Linked DNA regions of Mus musculus: regions 1 and 2 are each linked to region 3. Evidence: chromatin contacts called from public Hi-C and HiChIP or PLAC-seq data. All regions are on one chromosome and are shown on one strand. The core of a region is the stretch at or near the end of the contact, and the rest is flanking DNA. Distances in the headings are between cores, read along the strand shown. Region 1 overlaps Tmem131l (transmembrane 131 like). Region 2 overlaps Tmem131l (transmembrane 131 like). Region 3 overlaps Mnd1 (meiotic nuclear divisions 1).

Region 1 (2,700 bases), core at 136-2,635, 140 kb before region 3:
GTGCTTTTAAAGCACTCTCTCACTTCCGTTACTTCCTCTGGGTTGTCTTCTATTTCTCTTTGCTATGGAGAGACTACTCAGATTCAAGCTCTGTACCTGGCATCTCCTCGGTCTCTGATTTAGCTCAGAATGCAGAGTGTCTGGCTCTTTAGAAACTTTTCCAGTAAGCTGTCTCCTTCCAATTCCTGTCATTCCCCTATCAAAAACAGCTAAACAGATAGAACCAACATTCTCCTACATGGGAAATAGGTAAAAATTCCTATTATTAGAATGTATCAACATTCAACCAACATTTTTTGGCAGTAAATGGATACAAGACTAAAACAGAGTTCCTAAGCCTCACAGAGTTAGCAAAGATCTAAGGAAAATGAGTGAGACAGCAAGACTTCTAAATTTTGACACAAATATTAACTGGGAACTAGTTAGATTTGAAATACAAATGCAATCAGGTATTACTTAAGACAAGAGCGAGTGCAAAGTGTGGGCACAGGTTATATGGAAGAGGCATGGCGGGATGGGAGGTGTTAGGAGCTAATGACGAAATTCAGGCTAGAGACACAAGTGCAGACATGCATGTAGCTGCCCTTAAGCTCCTTAGCTTATTTTCCCTGGAAGGAACTACCTAGGGCTCAGATCTGGTTTTATTTGTGTTTGACTTAGGAATTCGCACTGCGGATTCAGTTCTCTCCTCTTCGGCTTTTCAGGTCTTTCAACCCACTCCCTTCCACAACCACAGGCTGTGTTTCTAAACCAGCGGTGCACACAGGTTTCCTCACTGTGCACATTCACTCTCAGTAAGTGGAAACACTCACAGTGCGTTACATTTCTCTTCAAGTTACTGAAAGTGAAAGGGGTACACCCACAGAATCTACTGGTTTACATGGAAAGTTTACTTTCATTTCTTTTGTACAAGAATCCCATCCCACCTACCACATTTCAAAATTTCCTTAAACAGAAAATTCTACATAACCAGTCATCTCTTTTACTACTGCAAAGACAGGTGGCTCTATTTGGAAAAGAAAATTTCCATTTTCTAAATTAAAGTCCAAGTTCACACACTCTGAGTTAAGTGTCATTTCTCCCAAGAACCAAGACAAAATTAAACATAAAAATGATTCCAGAGAAACAACTGGTGAGTGTTTTCTGGACCTTCTGACAGCTGACTGGATGTCTGTCCTTCCTAGCCAGACTCTACAGGACAGCTGGCTCCCAGAACAGTGCAAAACTCTGAAGCCCGCTGTGACCCACCACATATACAGCTGGATGGACACCACTGCCAGTGGCCCTCTCCTGGCCTGAGTCTAAGCAGCCAGCCCACACTGGAGGGCTGTGTCCATTTGTCTTGGGGGCTCTGAAAGTGAGCCACATATGGAGCTTTTCAGAGGAACACACGGTGAGGGGATCAGCAAGGAAGCTGCCTGGCAAGACCACACAAGAAGGAGAGCAGCTAAGGAGTCGAGGCGGCTAGCTCCTCTGTCAGAGGTAAACACCTTCCTCCTTTACCGCCTCTCCAACTTAACAGCTCTTCTCACCCCTCGCTAACTGTTCCTCAGTGTTGACTGCCCTACGCTTCCACCGTGAAATGGCTTATGGGCATTCCGGACTGCTCATTCTACTTTAAAACATGTCACACAGTTTTTCTAGTAACTGAAAAATGACGCATCAAACATCAAGCTTATGTTTGCAACCCACAGAGTCCATCAGTGCCAACTGCTGGAAGCTCACACGCACCCCTGCTCTGATCCCATCCGATCCGGCTTCCACCTCAGCACGTTCCCATCTTACTACTAAGTCTCCAGCCTGCAGAGGCAAGCTGCAACCTAGACGGTCTGATGCCAAGCCGCTCTGCACTGTGGATGTCGGTCAAGCACTCGATGCACTGTGTCTTTCATCACAGCAAAAATCTTAGGTTGAGAGTGTTAGAGAAACAGCCACTCTCAAACTAACAAGACCAAAACCAAAGAAGCCCCTCAAGGCTAAGAAAACACGGCTTCAAAAGGAGGAAGCTGAAGAGAAGCAGAGGCAAGGTGGTCTTCGAAGGCCTGTAAGATCAGCTTGTGAGCAGAGGTCACAACCCAATATTGCAGAGTACACCTCCACCTTGGAGCCAAGAGCCTGAGATTACAGGCGGATCAGACACTGCTTAGGTCCATGTGTCCAGTACTTTCCCTGAGGTACTCAGCTTAGTTTCCAGAAACACAGAAAGAGGCTCCCAGACTCTGATGCGCTGGACAGAAGCCATGAAACTATTCAGAAAAGCCATGACGAGAGGTAGGCACTAAAGGGAGGAGGCTTGTAAGGGTGGGCCACATCACTCATCTAGCTGGTCCAGCCCGGTTTTAAAGGATGAGAAGAAACAACTAGCAGTGAGTCCTCAGTTCTTCATGTCAGAGGTGTAACTTGGAAGAGTTTGGCCTGACATTACAAAAGGGACCTTTGACCTTTCCATAAGAGGCAGATAACCTCACTCATCCAACTCTAACTGAGCACTACAGTGTGCTGAGTGCGCCGATGTCTAGGGCCCTGTCCTCACAAAGAGGACACAAAGATAAAAACGCACAATGCAATAAACAGTGGCTTTCTCTTAAGAGCCTAGAGCCTGATGATAAACTGTAATTACCATAACTTCTGCCACCAAATCCATGGCCCACTCACTCCATGTTTTCTTAGCCTCTAATATCAACTATCAACTTTAAAATC
Region 2 (2,700 bases), core at 42-2,541, 210 kb before region 3:
CCAGCAATCACCGTTGTTTGTCACTAATTGCTGCTGGGGGAACTTTGTCTGTGTCCACCTTGACTGTAAGAGCCAACAAAGGCTTGTCAACTCATGCACTAAAGCCTTGCTGTCCAAGAACAAACACAGGTCAAGTGTTGGTCTTTAAATGGGGTCAGAGAGTGGGGGCTGGTCAGTGGTCACTAACATTTGTCTGCCTTTCAGAAATCAGCATGGTTGGAACAAACTGTCAGCCTGCACAACTGAGAGGTTTGTTCCAACCATGCTGATTTTGGATGGGTGTTTAAAAAAAACTTCCCTCTACCACTTAACTTTACACACGTACAAAGTGGAGGAAAATCATCTTTCCCTAGATAAAATAAAAAGATAACACAACTGTTTCCACCCAGAAGTAGTCCTGGATCCAAGTCCCATCACCCAAATCAACAACAACACCCCCAAACCAAACACCCTTGCTCATCTATCACATGTCCAATATTTTGCTAACTGGCCTAGGGGTATAGCTCAGAGGTAGGGCATGAGCTTATTAGCATGTGGGGGCCTTGAACCCAACAACAGAAGATTGTTGACACAAATGATGCTTCAGGGAGAATGAGGCCAGCTCATTCAACTGCCACCCAGGAGAAAGTCACCTGGAGTCACCCTCCTGGAAGGCAGCCTGACAATGAGGAAGCTGAACCAGTCAGTCCTGCCTGCAGCCATCACGGTGAGTCAGAACGAATCATTCATCACAGAGTTATTTATGAAGTGAAGAGGAGAGGCAGCCTGCAGAAGGAGGATGGAGTAGCATCTTCCCACTCAATACTCAACCACATGAGAAAATCAGGATTACAACTTCCATATACACGCAGTAATAGTTACTCTTAACTATCTTACACTAAAAAAAAGCTAAAGATCTCATTCAAAAAACATTACATTTTAGATACATAATACATCTCTCCCCCCTTTCCTTTTAATGTTTCTGTGATCAAAATTGCTTTTCTAAAACAAACAAACAAACAAAGCATTTAAGAGAAAATAAAAACCCAGAGCTAAGGCTTAGTCTATGGCTTCCAAGCCAGGTCTTCACCCTCCTTGTCAACAGAGAGAGCTAGTTGTCTGTGCACAACAGATTTATAGAAGCTATGAAGTCAGGCACTAAGAATGAGCAAGAAAAAAACCCTGCAAACTGCATGCACACAGTGCTCACCGAGGGCTGCTCCCTGAGTGACTCTCTCTAATGGACAGTGTGGTGCAGAAAGCTTCCACTGACCTGAAGGAACAAACCCACGGAATCAGGACACAAACACCGAGGCAATGACCAAGGTCAGCCACATGATGGCACCAGAATATCTACCTTGCAACCAAGGGCACATCCTTGGGTCCCAAAGTCCATTCTGAATTCCCCAAATCTTTGGTCCTGCAGTCTGCTAAGCAAGCTGCCAACACTGCGTGCAGATGGCTGAAAGCTGCACAGACCCAGAGTGTATGCAGGCACAGGACTGATCAGGGGCCAGTGAAGTCCTCAAATGATTTGATGGTTGAGATGAATGGGAGAAAATATCAAACCAAAACAAAAAACAAAAAAACCTCATAATGAAGGGGCAGCATACACAAGGCTCATCTGGCCCAAGGCTCATCTGGCACGGTGTAGGGTTCTGGTACATGTGTGTGGCAGAGGGAGCCAGCAGCATCACCTCTGCCTCTCAGGGCGACATGAGACCACAGGAACCTTGGCGTCATTGGCTCCATACTCAACTCCAAAACGTGGTTTCTGCGTCCCTTCCTGCATCTGTTCCTCTGCCTCGCATGCACCCCTACATCACCCAGTACTTAGATTCAGGCCACACCTTTGCTCATGCCGTAGAGAAAGTGTGACTGCAGACCTTGATTGTCACTCTGACCTACGTCTGGGATCAACTGAAGCCACAGAAGTTGGGCACACCTGTGAGGGATTTTCTTGATTGGATCACGTTAGGTAGCATCCCCTAAATCTGGGCCCTGCGATGACAGCCCACATAAAAGGACACGGGGAGAGGAAGCTCTTGCTCTCAATCTTGCTGCTGAATTCGTCTATTCAGACGCTATGCCCGGTATTAAATTCAACTCCTTCAGGATTCCAACACAGACTGAAAACCAGCAGCTGTCAAGGAGTCCTCTGGGACCCCAGCACTAGATTGGGACAGCAGGGATATTCACTCTCATGGACTAAACAACTCCAGGATTCTCAGACTGCACTGTGACACAGCCCTTGTTGGACTATATAGACCACATCTGGTAAGTCAGTCTAAATATAAACATATACTATATATGTGTATACATATGCATGCATGTGTATATATTCATATCCTCATTTTATCAGTTCATATATATTCATAATACATATATGTATACATACATAATGCATATGTGCATATGTATATAGAGAACTCTGAGTAATAAAGTCAGGCTACTACAGGTCCAGCTCCATAGAGGTAACCCCTATTCCTAACTCCTGCCTGGCAGTCCCAATATGGAGAGCTCAAGAGCCTTCCTGCCCATGTTTCCCTGTGGGTGCCTGCCTTTCAACCAGATGGGCTCCCTAGACACTCCCAGCTGTCGGCCCTGTTGGGTCCTTTTGGAGATTCTGCAGTGCTTGCTGCCTGCCTTCTTTGACCTTTCTGTGTGCTATGCTTGTACAAGATGCTACTCCCTCCAGGGCTTTCCAGAACCCTGTAGGCC
Region 3 (2,700 bases), core at 104-2,603:
AGATAAAGTGTAGTGCAATTAGCCACCCTTGAGAAGGCTACCTCTAGATTCTTACCTCTGATAATGAATCCCTATTATGGAAGCCAATTTGAATTCCTTTTCTCCCATTTGTTTACTCATACATAAGAATGTCAGCAATAGAGCAAGAGAGGAGAGGGAGACATCTCAGACATTAAGATGCTGTACTGCTCTTCCTCAAGACCCAAGCTGCCTATAACTCCAGCTCCAGGAGACCTGACCCAATCACACCCATATACAAAGAATTAAAAGTAAAAATGCTATATGCTTTAAGAATGTTAATAGTATTTGGTTTTAAGTGAGTTATATACAAATTTATTTTGGAAAAATGCCAATGTGACTATTTTTAAAATATCAGGGCAATGTGAACTTCTGTAGCTTGGAAAATTCTTGCTTGCCAATGTCTCTCAGAGACAGATCTGAAGTAAGCTAACTGGGTAGAAAAAAATAGATGCATAACCTGTAAGACAGACACTACAAATATACTAACCAAGTTGTCTGTTTCTAAGTGCCTGGTGAGAGGGTTCTTAAGGCTAAGGAATGTCAGCTGGGCTCTTCAGAGACTCCATGCAGGTGTATTTAACCAGGAAAAAAGAACCTGTTGACACCAGCAGAGGTCTACACAAGCTGCAATGCAATTTGCAAGCTGAGATTATCTCAGGCAACCAGAATGAATTCAAACTTGAGAGGGCACTCTGTGGCAGTGCATACAGTCTTAATTTGCTGAAGTGACACCATAAACTTGGACAGAATTTACTAAAGTGTGTTTCATGGAACACTAATAGCTCAAGGAAACTGGATAAGGAAGACTTGCATATTTAAAGGCTCCAAGAATTCAAACTAGCTACTTGTGTGAACCCAGGGTTCCAAATTCTTTTGATTACAGAACCTCCTTTTCAGTAACACATTGCATCTGTTACTCAGAATCCTGTCAAGTATAATTCAGGCAAAATGGTAGAAAAATGAAATGATGAAGTTAAAAATACACACTTAATTGTTCCCACATAACATTCATTCCCAAAGCTAAGTTTTTTTTTTTTTTTTTTTTTAAAGTCAATATTACACCAGTGTTCCAATAATCCTGACTGTTTGGTGGAAATCATTTTCACTGCCATATGTTATCAGGCAGAAGGAAAGGGACTGTAGGGCAGGGCAAGACTCTTAGGCCAAGTGCTCAGCACTTAGGACTGAGCCCAGGCTCTGCTGAAGTCAGGCAGGGGCGCAGTGATTAATGTGTTTGTTCAGCACTTCGCAGATCTCTCTGCAGCTCAGTCACTGTGGTACATGCTACCAACAAAAGATGAGCAAGCTATAGTCCCTCCCCTGAAAGACTGCTTGCTGTGGTGGTTCTAACTCCACAAAGGCTTCTTCGTGCTACAGAGGAAGTGTGAATACAGTCTCTGTGGTGGTGACTGCTGTTGACTGTTGACCACAGGAAGAACGACTGTAAACCCTTTCCCCCTCAAGTTACTTATTTCAGGTGTTTTGTTAGATGGACATAAGTAACATCCTCAGTCACTCTTCATGACTGTGTGGACCACGCCACGTCACAGTGATGACATCAGTCATAATGCTTGCCACAGCAAACATTCACCAAACATTCATCAAACGAATTAACGGAGGTAGTGCCTGTCTTTATTTTTTTTTTTTTAAATTCTAGTTATCTACATAGTCCCAAAGTAGACTTACTCTTTGAAGACTCGATTTTAGCTGTAAAAATCTCTACATGCCTGTTTCTAAATACTGGCAGCGGCAGAGACTCCAAACTGAGAACATCTCTCACTGTCTCCAAAAGTAACAACGAAATCCAGCTTCATGTTCTTTACTTGTCAGAATGCAATGCTTCCTATACACCAACTCCTAGAAAGGCTGGCCTGGCCTAGCCTCCAAACAAGATTCCGAATAAGGAACTATAAAAGTTCTGGGGGAGCGACTTCCTAGGTCTTACCTGTCTCAGAAGCCATTGAATACTGCTATACAGCTGCTGCCATGCTAATTAAATTCTTATCTTTAAGAAGTCACATGTTTTAATTGCAAATTTAAAATATTGCTTTGACTTATAAAATGTAAATAAAGTGCATACAACATTTCCTACCCTTAATTTCTAAGAGTGCGACTCAGTACTGCCAGGCGCAGTCAGGTTGTTGTGACCTGTAATCTCCAGAACTGCTCATCTGTTCAACAAGACCTCCCTCCCCACCCCAGACCTCAGCAACGCCAGTTCCACTTTCTGTTTTGAGACTGGCTACACTTCATGTCCAATACAAGGGGAATTACCATAGAACATCCCCTGAAAGATAAATATACACACTGTACACATGGCATAGGAGCAAAATCCTGCCACACTCCTCACTTGGGCATAGACCCTCTCAGACTAAGTGGGGGATGGAGACAAGGTGAGAACCTCCTGAAGGTCTTGCTGCCCAAGCAGAGCCTCCTCCATGTGATGTGTCAGAGCCGCCATCCTTTATAAGGCTGAATGAAACCAGGATGATTGCTTTAAGAATTAACTTCAAGGCCATTCTAGACATTTAACAATTATTTTATTTTTAATTATATTAGGGGGAGGCTATTTGCTCTTGAGCCCAGGTGCCCTTGGAGGTCAGAGGTGTTGGATCCCCCTGGAGCTAAAGTTACAGGTGGTGCTAAGGTATGGGTGCTAAAACATAACTCAGGTGTTTG

What was found. HiChIP or PLAC-seq counts read pairs in DNA pulled down with a chosen protein or histone mark. Hi-C and Micro-C count contacts between places; a contact is called where the count stands out from the background.
Region 1: a contact with region 3 is called in a CTCF HiChIP or PLAC-seq map of CD8 T cells, with 5 read pairs. The contact joins two enhancer-like sites. A contact is called at or near these places in 2 of 15 datasets of contacts at CTCF or cohesin (CD8 T cells and pro-B cells), 2 of 484 Hi-C or Micro-C datasets (the AML12 cell line and the STO cell line) and 1 of 115 datasets of contacts at active chromatin or transcription factors (bone marrow-derived macrophages).
Region 2: a contact with region 3 is called in a Hi-C map of bone marrow-derived macrophages, with 30 read pairs. The contact joins two enhancer-like sites. A contact is called at or near these places in 3 of 15 datasets of contacts at CTCF or cohesin (CD8 T cells, the NIH/3T3 cell line and pro-B cells), 55 of 484 Hi-C or Micro-C datasets (the 3T3-L1 cell line, the C10 cell line, the C2C12 cell line and 29 more), 8 of 115 datasets of contacts at active chromatin or transcription factors (CD8 T cells, astrocytes, bone marrow-derived dendritic cells and 4 more) and 3 of 9 other capture datasets (adipose tissue, liver and pancreatic islet).

Annotation. Positions count from the first base shown.
Region 1 is chr3:83,987,121-83,989,820 of GRCm38.p6, forward strand. All of the region lies in intron 3 of Tmem131l (transmembrane 131 like), which reads right to left. Among named protein-coding and RNA genes, the nearest start is that of Tmem131l, 52 kb to the right of the region's middle. Within about 2 kb of position 1,386, at least 40 of the 459 cell types and tissues checked have an H3K27ac peak or open chromatin away from gene starts, as enhancers often do. A contact at or near this core is called in CD8 T cells, where this site is marked.
Region 2 is chr3:83,914,645-83,917,344 of GRCm38.p6, forward strand. All of the region lies in intron 26 of Tmem131l (transmembrane 131 like), which reads right to left. Among named protein-coding and RNA genes, the nearest start is that of Tlr2, 74 kb to the left of the region's middle. Within about 2 kb of position 1,292, at least 33 of the 459 cell types and tissues checked have an H3K27ac peak or open chromatin away from gene starts, as enhancers often do. A contact at or near this core is called in bone marrow-derived macrophages and pancreatic cancer cells, where this site is marked.
Region 3 is chr3:84,124,693-84,127,392 of GRCm38.p6, forward strand. The region is part of intron 4 of Mnd1 (meiotic nuclear divisions 1); the gene reads right to left. Among named protein-coding and RNA genes, the nearest start is that of Mnd1, 30 kb to the right of the region's middle. Within about 2 kb of position 1,354, at least 60 of the 459 cell types and tissues checked have an H3K27ac peak or open chromatin away from gene starts, as enhancers often do. A contact at or near this core is called in CD8 T cells, bone marrow-derived macrophages and pancreatic cancer cells, where this site is marked.